Regions from separate parts of the Arachis hypogaea genome. Here all the other regions are linked to region 1. The links are chromatin contacts, called in public Hi-C maps. All regions are on one chromosome and are shown on one strand. The core of a region is the stretch at or near the end of the contact, and the rest is flanking DNA. Distances in the headings are between cores, read along the strand shown. Region 1 holds the start of LOC112738233. Region 2 holds the start of LOC112738232. Region 3 holds the start of LOC112738236 (G-type lectin S-receptor-like serine/threonine-protein kinase LECRK2).

What was found. Hi-C and Micro-C count contacts between places; a contact is called where the count stands out from the background.
Region 2: a contact with region 1 is called in a Hi-C map of an unstated tissue, with 3 times the contacts expected there. The contact joins the promoter of LOC112738232 here to the promoter of LOC112738233 in region 1. A contact is called at or near these places in 2 of 8 Hi-C or Micro-C datasets (leaf and an unstated tissue).
Region 3: a Hi-C map of leaf shows a contact between it and region 1, with 3 times the contacts expected there. The contact joins the promoter of LOC112738236 here to the promoter of LOC112738233 in region 1. A contact is called at or near these places in 3 of 8 Hi-C or Micro-C datasets (all in leaf).

The regions. Positions count from the first base shown.
Region 1 is chr13:43,608,646-43,611,812 of arahy.Tifrunner.gnm2.J5K5, forward strand. It overlaps LOC112738233, which reads right to left and starts at 1,583. Exons shown (of 8, transcript XM_025788583.3): 1 at 918-1,583; 2 at 607-699; 3 at 223-327; 4 at 1-89. The coding sequence starts at 1,232.
Region 2 is chr13:43,398,335-43,401,501 of arahy.Tifrunner.gnm2.J5K5, forward strand. LOC112738232 reads right to left here and starts at 1,626. Exons shown (of 2, transcript XM_025788580.3): 1 at 1,088-1,626; 2 at 282-963. The coding sequence starts at 1,262. The coding sequence ends at 710.
Region 3 is chr13:43,812,579-43,815,745 of arahy.Tifrunner.gnm2.J5K5, forward strand. LOC112738236 (G-type lectin S-receptor-like serine/threonine-protein kinase LECRK2) reads left to right here and starts at 1,515. Exons shown (of 1, transcript XM_025788587.3): 1 at 1,515-3,167. The coding sequence starts at 1,943.

The DNA.
Region 1 (3,167 bases), core at 333-2,832:
TCATGTCGCCTTAACAGGCCATCACTGTCACCTTCCTTGTGCTGGTTCGCGGAACTTAATTCTTTGCCTTCCCTCCAGATATGTTCTGACTGTCTTAGATTCAACAATAAAACAATCAATGAAAAGACGAGCTAAAATACATATCACATTTCGCAGTAAAACTAATAGTTAATATGAATATAAACTGCTTATGTTAAGAATTACAAATTTGAAGCATCTTACTGGATTCAGGAGAAGTTCCTCTTTCAGATTAGAATACTTTTGTCTATTCTCTTTCAATTCCTTCTCCCACAGGTCCTGAGATGAAGGTAAGTAACCCAAGAGAAGCTGGATATGTTGAATCATAGCAGGACAATTAGCTCTGCTTGTATGCCAAAACATATATAGATAAAATTTTCCCCCTAGATTGGTGTTACTTATCTAAATATTAAAATTAAAGCATTTGATATTCTCATTAAGATACAAATTTAGCGTAACAGTGTTAAAAATTCGTATCAGCTAAAAATTGACAAGATAAATTCTTCTAAGATTTAGGTTTGCGTGAAAATCAAAGCTACTGGCCTACTGATAGTCTGATACTTGCATCAAGCAAATACGCTGAATTACCTTCCACGCTATTGCACGCAAACCTCCTCCATCAGGACTACCAGTGCTAGCAATTCTTTGCAACTTCTCCAAATTAATCTCCCTTTGAGAAAGCTACATAACAAAGAATTCAAATAATTGAACAACGATTGATGAACATTTAACACTTATTAATAGCAAAAGGATTCGAAAATTGAAAATGATTAGGTTTTAACAACTTAAATCATGCATCGAAAAGAATTTCACATTTAATTTTCAAATATTACTCCGTTCGTGACATAATAATTTCATAAATTAAACCCATAAAAAAAAAGTTGAAAATCACGTGTGACCTCATGTTCTAAATCAGATCTTTTCTCTTCCTCTGAAGTGGACTTCAACACGGAAACCGGATTAATGGTGTCCTTACGCGGCCTCTGCCGGGTTTTATGGTCCATGCCATTACCACCACCACCACCGTCATCATCGTTATCTATAGCTTCATCAGCATCATCACTCTCTCTGTGCAACCGTAATGCAGCTGGATGAATCGGTTCCAGCTCTTCGCCAAACTCGAACTCTTCGGATTCTGATCCTCCAGCAATCAAGCTGCCAAGCTGGTCGGGACTTGGAAGTGGACGTGGAAGCTTGAGCTTGCCTTTGAGCATGGCGGATGAGTTGCAGTGAGAAAGGGAGAGTGCATTGTGGTTCTTCTGCTTCTGCCGTTTTAGTCAGAAGAAGAAGAAGAATGGTAGTTACTCGTAAGGTTTGAATGGCAGTTAGGCGCCACTGAATTTTTTTGTTTTTTTTTGTTTTTGTCGTTGTCATGGGCTAGGCACCTGCCCAACTCACAACACAGAGGAACAGCTGGACACAAGGAAAAAAAGGAAAAGGAGAAACGACAATAACAAACATATTTCGAGCTTCCACTTCAACCCCCTGCGCTGCCTCCATGACTGCTGCAATTTCTTCATCTTCAAAGGGTTGACGCCAATGATGAGACCGTAAATATCCACCATTGCCTCCAAACACCTCGAGCTTTCTAGAAATTTCTTTTTTGAGCAATGAGCTCTTTAGATTTGAATCCGCTAAGTCCATGTTAGACTGGGCCTCATGTTGGGCTTAACAACACTATGTCCTTTGCTTTGGACACATGTAGCTATTATTTTCTGTTTTGGGCTTTGGCCTGTTCCAGTACCAAAAGAAAATCATACTTCACGTGTAGTTTAGTGGTCGGCCTCAATTTTTTTCTGTTTTTTTTTTTTAAAAGTAAATGAACAAAAGTACATGTTCTAGGGATTACTTGAAACGCTAATTTGGGCCTGAATGTGAGGTGCAGATTTTTTTTGAGGCAACGTTCGACTTGTACTGGTGCTGAAATGTCGCCGTCCGAGTTCCTTGTGAAGAGGTGGGAGTAGTACCTGTAAGAAACTCCGATGTTTAAGTTAGCAAGGAATTTAAGTAGGTTTTTAGCAGATTGGGACTTGAATATACCTGAGAAGTGTCAGTGTATTTATAGCAGAATAGATAACTACCTTTTTGAAGTAGTTCCACCTTTGTTAGTGGATAACAGTTCCCTTTATCTTGGGAGTTTGTTGAGATCTATCTTCTACATAGTAGAGATAGTAGAAGAGATTTAGGGAGATAGTTACTTATTCAGATAAGTGGGCTAAACCTCCTTTGTCGTACTTGACCTCTTGATAGGTCGGGCAAGTAGAAGTGGACATCCTTTTTGGGTAGGCCTTTTTTCTTATTGGGCCTGACTTTATATTTTTGGGTCAGGGTATGAACAATGCCTTTACTTGAGTCCGAACCTTCATAAGGTCAGGCTCGAGTATTTGTGTCCCCAGCTTCCTTCGTCGAGTACGTCGCCTTCCAGAAGCCAGGTACTCGACGTGTTTCAAAATTTTTGAAATGTTGCTTTCCTTAATTATGTAGCGTCGTTATGCGGCAGTTTCTTGGGGATTTGTGTGACTTTTAAAGAGGGGTGCATAAATGTCCCTTTTGTTCCTTGTATATTATAAATTCTTCACTTTTTTTCTCTTCCTTTTTTTTCGTTTCTAAAATGTTTGCTTTCTCTCTTTCTTTCACTTTCTTTGAACTCCTTTCATGTAACCATTCCCAGTTCAAGATTCCTTCATATCGAAGCTTTACAAGATTTGGTTTGCATTTTTCGAGAGGACGACCTTTTGTGTTTTCGCCATTCAATTGTGCCCTTCGCGTTTTCAATTTCGTAGCTGTGTTTGCCCCCAAATGGGGTTACTTTAAAGTGGTTGGGAGTGACACCATTTCTGTATTTGGAAGTATGTTGTGGTATTTTGTGTGTAAGAAATTTTTGATTTCGTACCTTTTCAAATTGTTGATGATGACCCAATTTCCTTTGATTGGTGTCTGAGTTCTTTTTTGACAATTTGCTTGTTGTATTTGTAGGTATAGCTTTTATGTGATTATATCTCGATCTGTAATTCACAATATGTCAACCAAAGTTCCATCCAACCTGACTTGGGTAGATATAACTATCCTTACTCCCGTCTCTGAATTGATAGAGAATATGCTGAACAATTTCGTAGACATCTTAGGTTGTGTGTAAATCAGAAGGATGA
Region 2 (3,167 bases), core at 376-2,875, 210 kb before region 1:
GACAATAGCATACATCCATATTTATTGGACCAAATGAAAATTTAACCCCAAAATGATACTCTTCTTTACCTTCAATTCCAAAGTTGGGATACTCCTTTTCTCTTCATGGGATTGGGCCCAATCATATAAAATTAGATTAGTTTTCTTTCCTAATTTTACTTATGTATTGTTATTTGCACTTATTAATAAAGAAAAATGTATGATTTTTTTTTATAAAATATTAAATATGTACCCACCAAAAAATGAGTGGAAGAATGAAGAGAAGATTAACCTACACTGTATTCCATCACAAGAATTCTATTATTTGTATTCACAAATGTCACAGAACACAATACATTTTCCTAAGTAGAAAAGAAGAAAAGGTAAGAGACTAAAAGTAAAAAGAAGAAAGAAACAAGATAATAGATGGATTTAGAGTTATGAAAAGAGAGAGAGAAAGAGAGGCCTAGAAGATTACCCTACAAAACACAAATATCAACAAAATCTCCCTATTCTTCACAACTCACAAGGAAAACCCATCCAATCAGCAATCACTAACACTGATAAGAGAGCTATACTTCTTGTGGTGGCCCATCCCCTCTGCCTTCTATTACTTCCTAAACTAAAAAATTCTTCTTAGAAATTTAAAAAAAGGAAAATAAAAAAAAAGAGAAGCATAATAAGAAGAATATTCATATTGAGAGAGAGAGAGAGAGAAGAGAGAAGCAAATCAACACGAGTAGGCCAAACGTTGGGCCACACGATCCCTTAGAATTCCGTTATACAAAGCTACCCTGTTTTCTGGCATTCCTCTTCTTCTTCTTTCCCCATTTCCGCAAGTTTCAACCTTTGATTCTGATTCTGATTCAGATTCATAGTTTGACCTAATCCTCCTCCTGAACTCTTCTCCGTCTCCACAAGAATCCATCACGTCCTCTGCAAAGTGCACCCTTTTCTTCTTCTTCTTCACACTCTTCTTCCCAGCTGCAACAATTAACATGAATTTAGAGAAGAAACAGGGCCAAAGACTAAAGCTTTTGCATTTTCTTGTGAATGTGTAACGAGAAACAGGAGAAGGAAAAAACAAAGACAAAAGCAGAGTACATACCAGAGGAAATGCAAGATCGGAGAGTTTTTGGAGTTTGGGAAGTAGGGATTTCGTGGAAGGAGAATTGGGTTGGCGGGAAAGATTTCTGAAGGCGGAGAGCGAGGAGGATCACCGTGCCGGAGACAGCCATGGCGGTTGCAAACACCACACCTTGTGCGCTCATCATTGAAGACATGCGGCTTGATTTGATGGCGATGGTTCTTCAAAGAAGAGGAAGAGATGGAAATGAATGAAGGGAATGGATGTGGTAAAGGTTTTGGGAGAAAGGGGAGAGTGAGAGGAAGGAGCAGTTTTCCTTTTCTTTCTTCTGAGAGAGAAGAGAGAGCAATCAATCAATATTTGTATATTTTTATTATTACTTATTTATTTATATTTTATAGTAAAGTAAAGGGAAATGGTGATGGTATGAAGGAGAGCAACAAGCATTTATATTTTGCATTCAATGACAATTCTCTTTGATTCTTTATTTTATCGGGAATCTTCACAAAGCAAAACACCTATTTATTATGCGAAATCTTAATTACACAATCTAAAAGTACGTCATAATTGGCAAAAATATAATAGTGCTTAGTATATACAACTATTTAATAACAAAGTCTTTATTAACATCCGTGCATTACCCGGATTTTACATGGTATATATTTATGATGCACGGACACGCGATCCGAAATATATGATAAATTTTAAAATTTTATAAAATATAATATACATATAAATATAAAATATTTTTTAGTTAAATTATAGTAATATTTTAATATTTTATTAATATTAAAATATAAATTATTTTTTATTATTTTAAATGTTTTTTAATTATATAAATATTTAAAATATTTTTTATTTTAATAACTAATAATATATATTATTTTTAAGATAAATGTTATTATATTCTCTTTAAAATAACATGTAAATTATCTTTTTTGATATGTCATATTTTAATGGATATTTATTTATTTTAATATTTTAGTAAAATTTATTAGATGACTAATTTATCTAATAAAATAAAAATAAAAAATTAATTTTTGGTCATTAAAATTTGTTGGAAATTTAACAAAATATTTGAAAAATAATGTTATATATTACTCTTTTATTTTTCACATAAAAATCTCTGATTTTTAATAAAAATTAAATAAAAATCTAAACCTTCATAAAAAATAATTGTATACTAGCTACATTAATTTTTTAAAAAAAGATATAAAATGTTTCAATTTCTTCCTTTTTTTTTTCATATAATTTGAAACCAAATTGTATAGAATAAATTTTCAAATTTAAAGATCTATTTGACACGATAAACTTTTTAAATTGAAAATTTTCACGGTGACACTAATTTGTGTTTTTATTTTTAATTTGTCATATCAATATTTTAATTTAGAATTTAGTTAATATAAGAAAATTTTTAAATTAATATTTTAATAAATATATAACAAATGTATGAAAATAAATATCGAATTAGAATATGACACGTTAGAGAGAGTAACTTACATGTTACTTTAAAGAGGGTAGGTATTTTTAAACTCATTTTAAGAAAACATGTTACAAATAATACTGGACACGTAATGATATTTAGATGTGTTCAAAAATTTTTTTTTATTAAAACACGGTTGGATACAAAAAATACGTGTGTCGGACGAGTATGTCGTGTCCGAAATATATCTGACACGCGAATATATATATAATTTGTATATGAAACTCAATTATTAAAATCATCTATCATATATTTGTGTATAAATACATATATAATTTAATTCATTTTTAATATGTATTTTATATTCTAATATGTATTTTATACTGATAGCTAATTTTAGTATGTATCTAGTATTTTTTTGGTGACTTGTATGCATTTAGTATGATTAAAATATATAAGAATTTAATTTTGATAATGTAAAATAATTATTTAATTATATCATTTTTTTATTTTTATTTACATGATTAATATAAAAAAATTATTGTGAACTTAACATTACCTAATTAGATATTTGTATAAAATTATTTATACTATTAAAATATTAAAATTAAATTTTATATATAATGAAAGAGGTTAATTTTGATATAATATGACCATGTAAAAAATTTTATATAGTTA
Region 3 (3,167 bases), core at 265-2,764, 200 kb after region 1:
TTGGAATCGGTTGTTGTGACCTTGAATGTCCACTTCGTTCTCCTGTACCTGTGTTTTGATCCTTTTTATCTCTCACTATTGTTTCTCTTTTTCCTCCTTGGTCAGATTTTAGCCAATCACCCCATTTTTCTTCTTTAACTTCTCCTCTAATTGAATCTTCAATTTGGATGGTGCATCCTCGTGTTTCATGGCCTATGTATCCACAATAATTGCAAAAGTTACCAATTTTTTCGTACTTGAGTGAGACCTCCAGCACCTTTTTGTTGGGGTCGGCAATCTTGAGTGTTCTCTTAAGTGGTTTTGTAATGTTGAGACTTATTTTGGACTTTTATAATGCAGTTCTCCCTGCCTTTCACATAGAAGAAATCAACATTCAAGACGTTCCCAATAGCACTCTCCAATTTTCGTCCCAGTTTTTTTGTTTTGTAGTGCTCCGGTAATTCCTATATTTGGATCCAAATTGGGACTTTTGAAAATTTTGAATCTTCTATAACTTCATCCTTCTTTTACCATTTTAGATTTAATATGTAATTTTTAAGCAGTCATGGTACTCATCTTTCGATTCTGACGACATCTTTTTCTTCTTCAAAAAACAATTGGAAAAGATTTCTTCCTGTGTCCACAACTTTAAATCCTTTTGGACGTCTCCATATTGCTTGAATAGCAGGTTCAATTGTGCCAATGAAAAAGGCTGTCTGCCAAGAGTCTTCCTATCAAGCTTTTTGAACACTTTTCCACCTCTACTTGTATATCCTTCTCATCGATTGTGATTATTGCGTCTTCCATGTCAGTTTTGTCTTCTGTTGTAGCAGCATTGGCTGCCATCCTGAGACTTGATCACTCACACTCACTCTCACTGGTTGAAACTTTATTGCTCACGCACGCTGGCAGGTTAAGTTTTGATTACTCACTCACAGGTTGAATCTTGCTTGATCACTCACACTCACTCTCACAAGTAAGAATTAGGATTACCCTACTAAACCCTAGCAGAGCACTTCTAAACCCTATGGTCCCTATGGTCACTTTTTTACATTTTTAAACACGTCAAATTTAACATTAGTTTATATATATTTTTTAATTAATTTTTAAATAATATAATATTTATCCCACTGTAGTTTCAATTAATTTCTGTAATTTTGACACCATAATCAACGGTATTGTTTGTTCCACGCTTGAGAAAATCGCATTCAGGTCTTTCTTTTTCAACTTATAATTTTTTCTCTTTTTATTTTATTTTTTTAATGTGTGAATTTCGCTGTTTGAGCTTTAGTTCAGTTAATTCTTAGTTGTAATTCTTTTTGCTGTCAGATCATGTTAATGTGCGTGATGTTTTTTTTTTTTAATTTTTTATTCTCAAATTCATGTAATGAAAGATAATGTAGAGGGTGGCTGACGGTGCTTGTGGTGGTGGGAAAGGGAGTGGAGGAGGGTGAGTGTGGGACTGTGGGATGGGGCGGAGCAGGAGGAGGTGAAGATGAGTGCAAGGATAATTTTGGTATTTTATATTAAAACAAACCATATTAAGGGGGTTAATATATATTGAAAAACCAAGGAGGAATTGGGTGTAGTTTAGGCAAATCTGGATTTGTAAGTATAATTTCTCAGAAATAAAGATTGGCTTAAGTCAACAATGTGTAAAGACAAAAGTTAATTCTTAGAGGACTTGCTAGTTTTGTGTCCAAGATTTGGAACCAATCTCCTGCATGACACGGCTCATGACTTGATGCATATTGCATGATTTTAATTTCCACACGGAATGTGGAGTGTGGACCACTCCTTTCTGCATCATGTGTGGAATTTGGGAGTGAGACTCAGCAATGCATGAGAGTCAGTCAACTCCTGTAATGGAGCCTGAGCCTTACTTAACTGTTGTGTTTTGGCTAGTGAGTTCATCACTAAGAATCATTCTCATTTCAGAATAGTTAAGACTCCACAAAATCCTATGGCATCAACACCTGCTCTGTTATTGCTAGTGTTGTTGATGCTATTTGCAAATGAAACCACAGCTGAGACAAACCACACCCACCTCATTCCTATAGGATCTACGATCTCTCCTACAGGCAAAAATACTTCATGGTCTTCACGTTCTGGCCTCTTTGCTTTTGGCTTTTACCCTCACGGTAACAGCTATGCTGTTGGAATATGGCTGCTTACTCAACCTAAACACACAATTGTGTGGACTTATCATCCTTATAGTCCATCAATGTCTTCAAATTCCACATTGAGATTGACCAAAGAAGACGGGCTACTTCTTCTGCAAGAAAATGAAGACCCAGAGTTTCTCATTCCACTTTATTTTTTACATCAGGCTAAAGTAGAAGTGGCTTCAGCATCTATGCTTGATTCTGGCAACTTTGTGCTTTATGATAAGAATTTTAGTATGTTATGGAGTAGTTTCGGTGACCCAAGTGACACCATATTAGGTGGCCAGAATTTAACAGGTGGAATGGGCCTGGTCTCTAGTGTGTCACAATCAGACCATTCGAGTGGACATTTTTTGCTAAGCAGGCAGCTTGATGAACACCTAGCTGCTTGCCGTGTGAACAGCACATGTGAACCGGAGGATGCTTATTGGGCTAAAAACACATACTTTGAAGGTTATGGTTATCTACAGCTCAGTCTTAGCATTGAAGGTTCGCTTTGCCTAAAAGATTATTCCTCTGGTTCTGAACTGGAGTGTTTAGCTAGTAGCAAGAACCTCACAGACAAGTCAAAGAATGCAACTTTTATCTACCGTGCTACACTTGATGAAGATGGGGACTTCAGACTGTATGCTCACCAATTCGAGGGAAATACTAGCTCAGGTGTGCAAACGCTGTGGAAAGCCGTGGAGGGGGATAAATGTCAAGTCCCACTTTGTGGCTTGAACAGTTACTGCTTCATCAAGAGCGACAAAGTCATGTGTCAGTGTTATCCCGGTTTCATCCCTATCAAGAGTGGTGGTAACGATACCAGGTTTCTCGACTGCGAACAGAACCACAGCAAAGATAATTGTGAGAGCATAGAGGACCCAACAATGATGTACAATATGACTTCCTTAAAGGATATCTACTGGGGTGGTTCTCCTTATTTGGTTGTGCCAATAGAGATGGAAACTTGCAAGAAGTCTTGTCGGAAAGACTGTGATTGCAGGGCGGTGTTATATAAGAGCGGCATCTGCGAAAAAT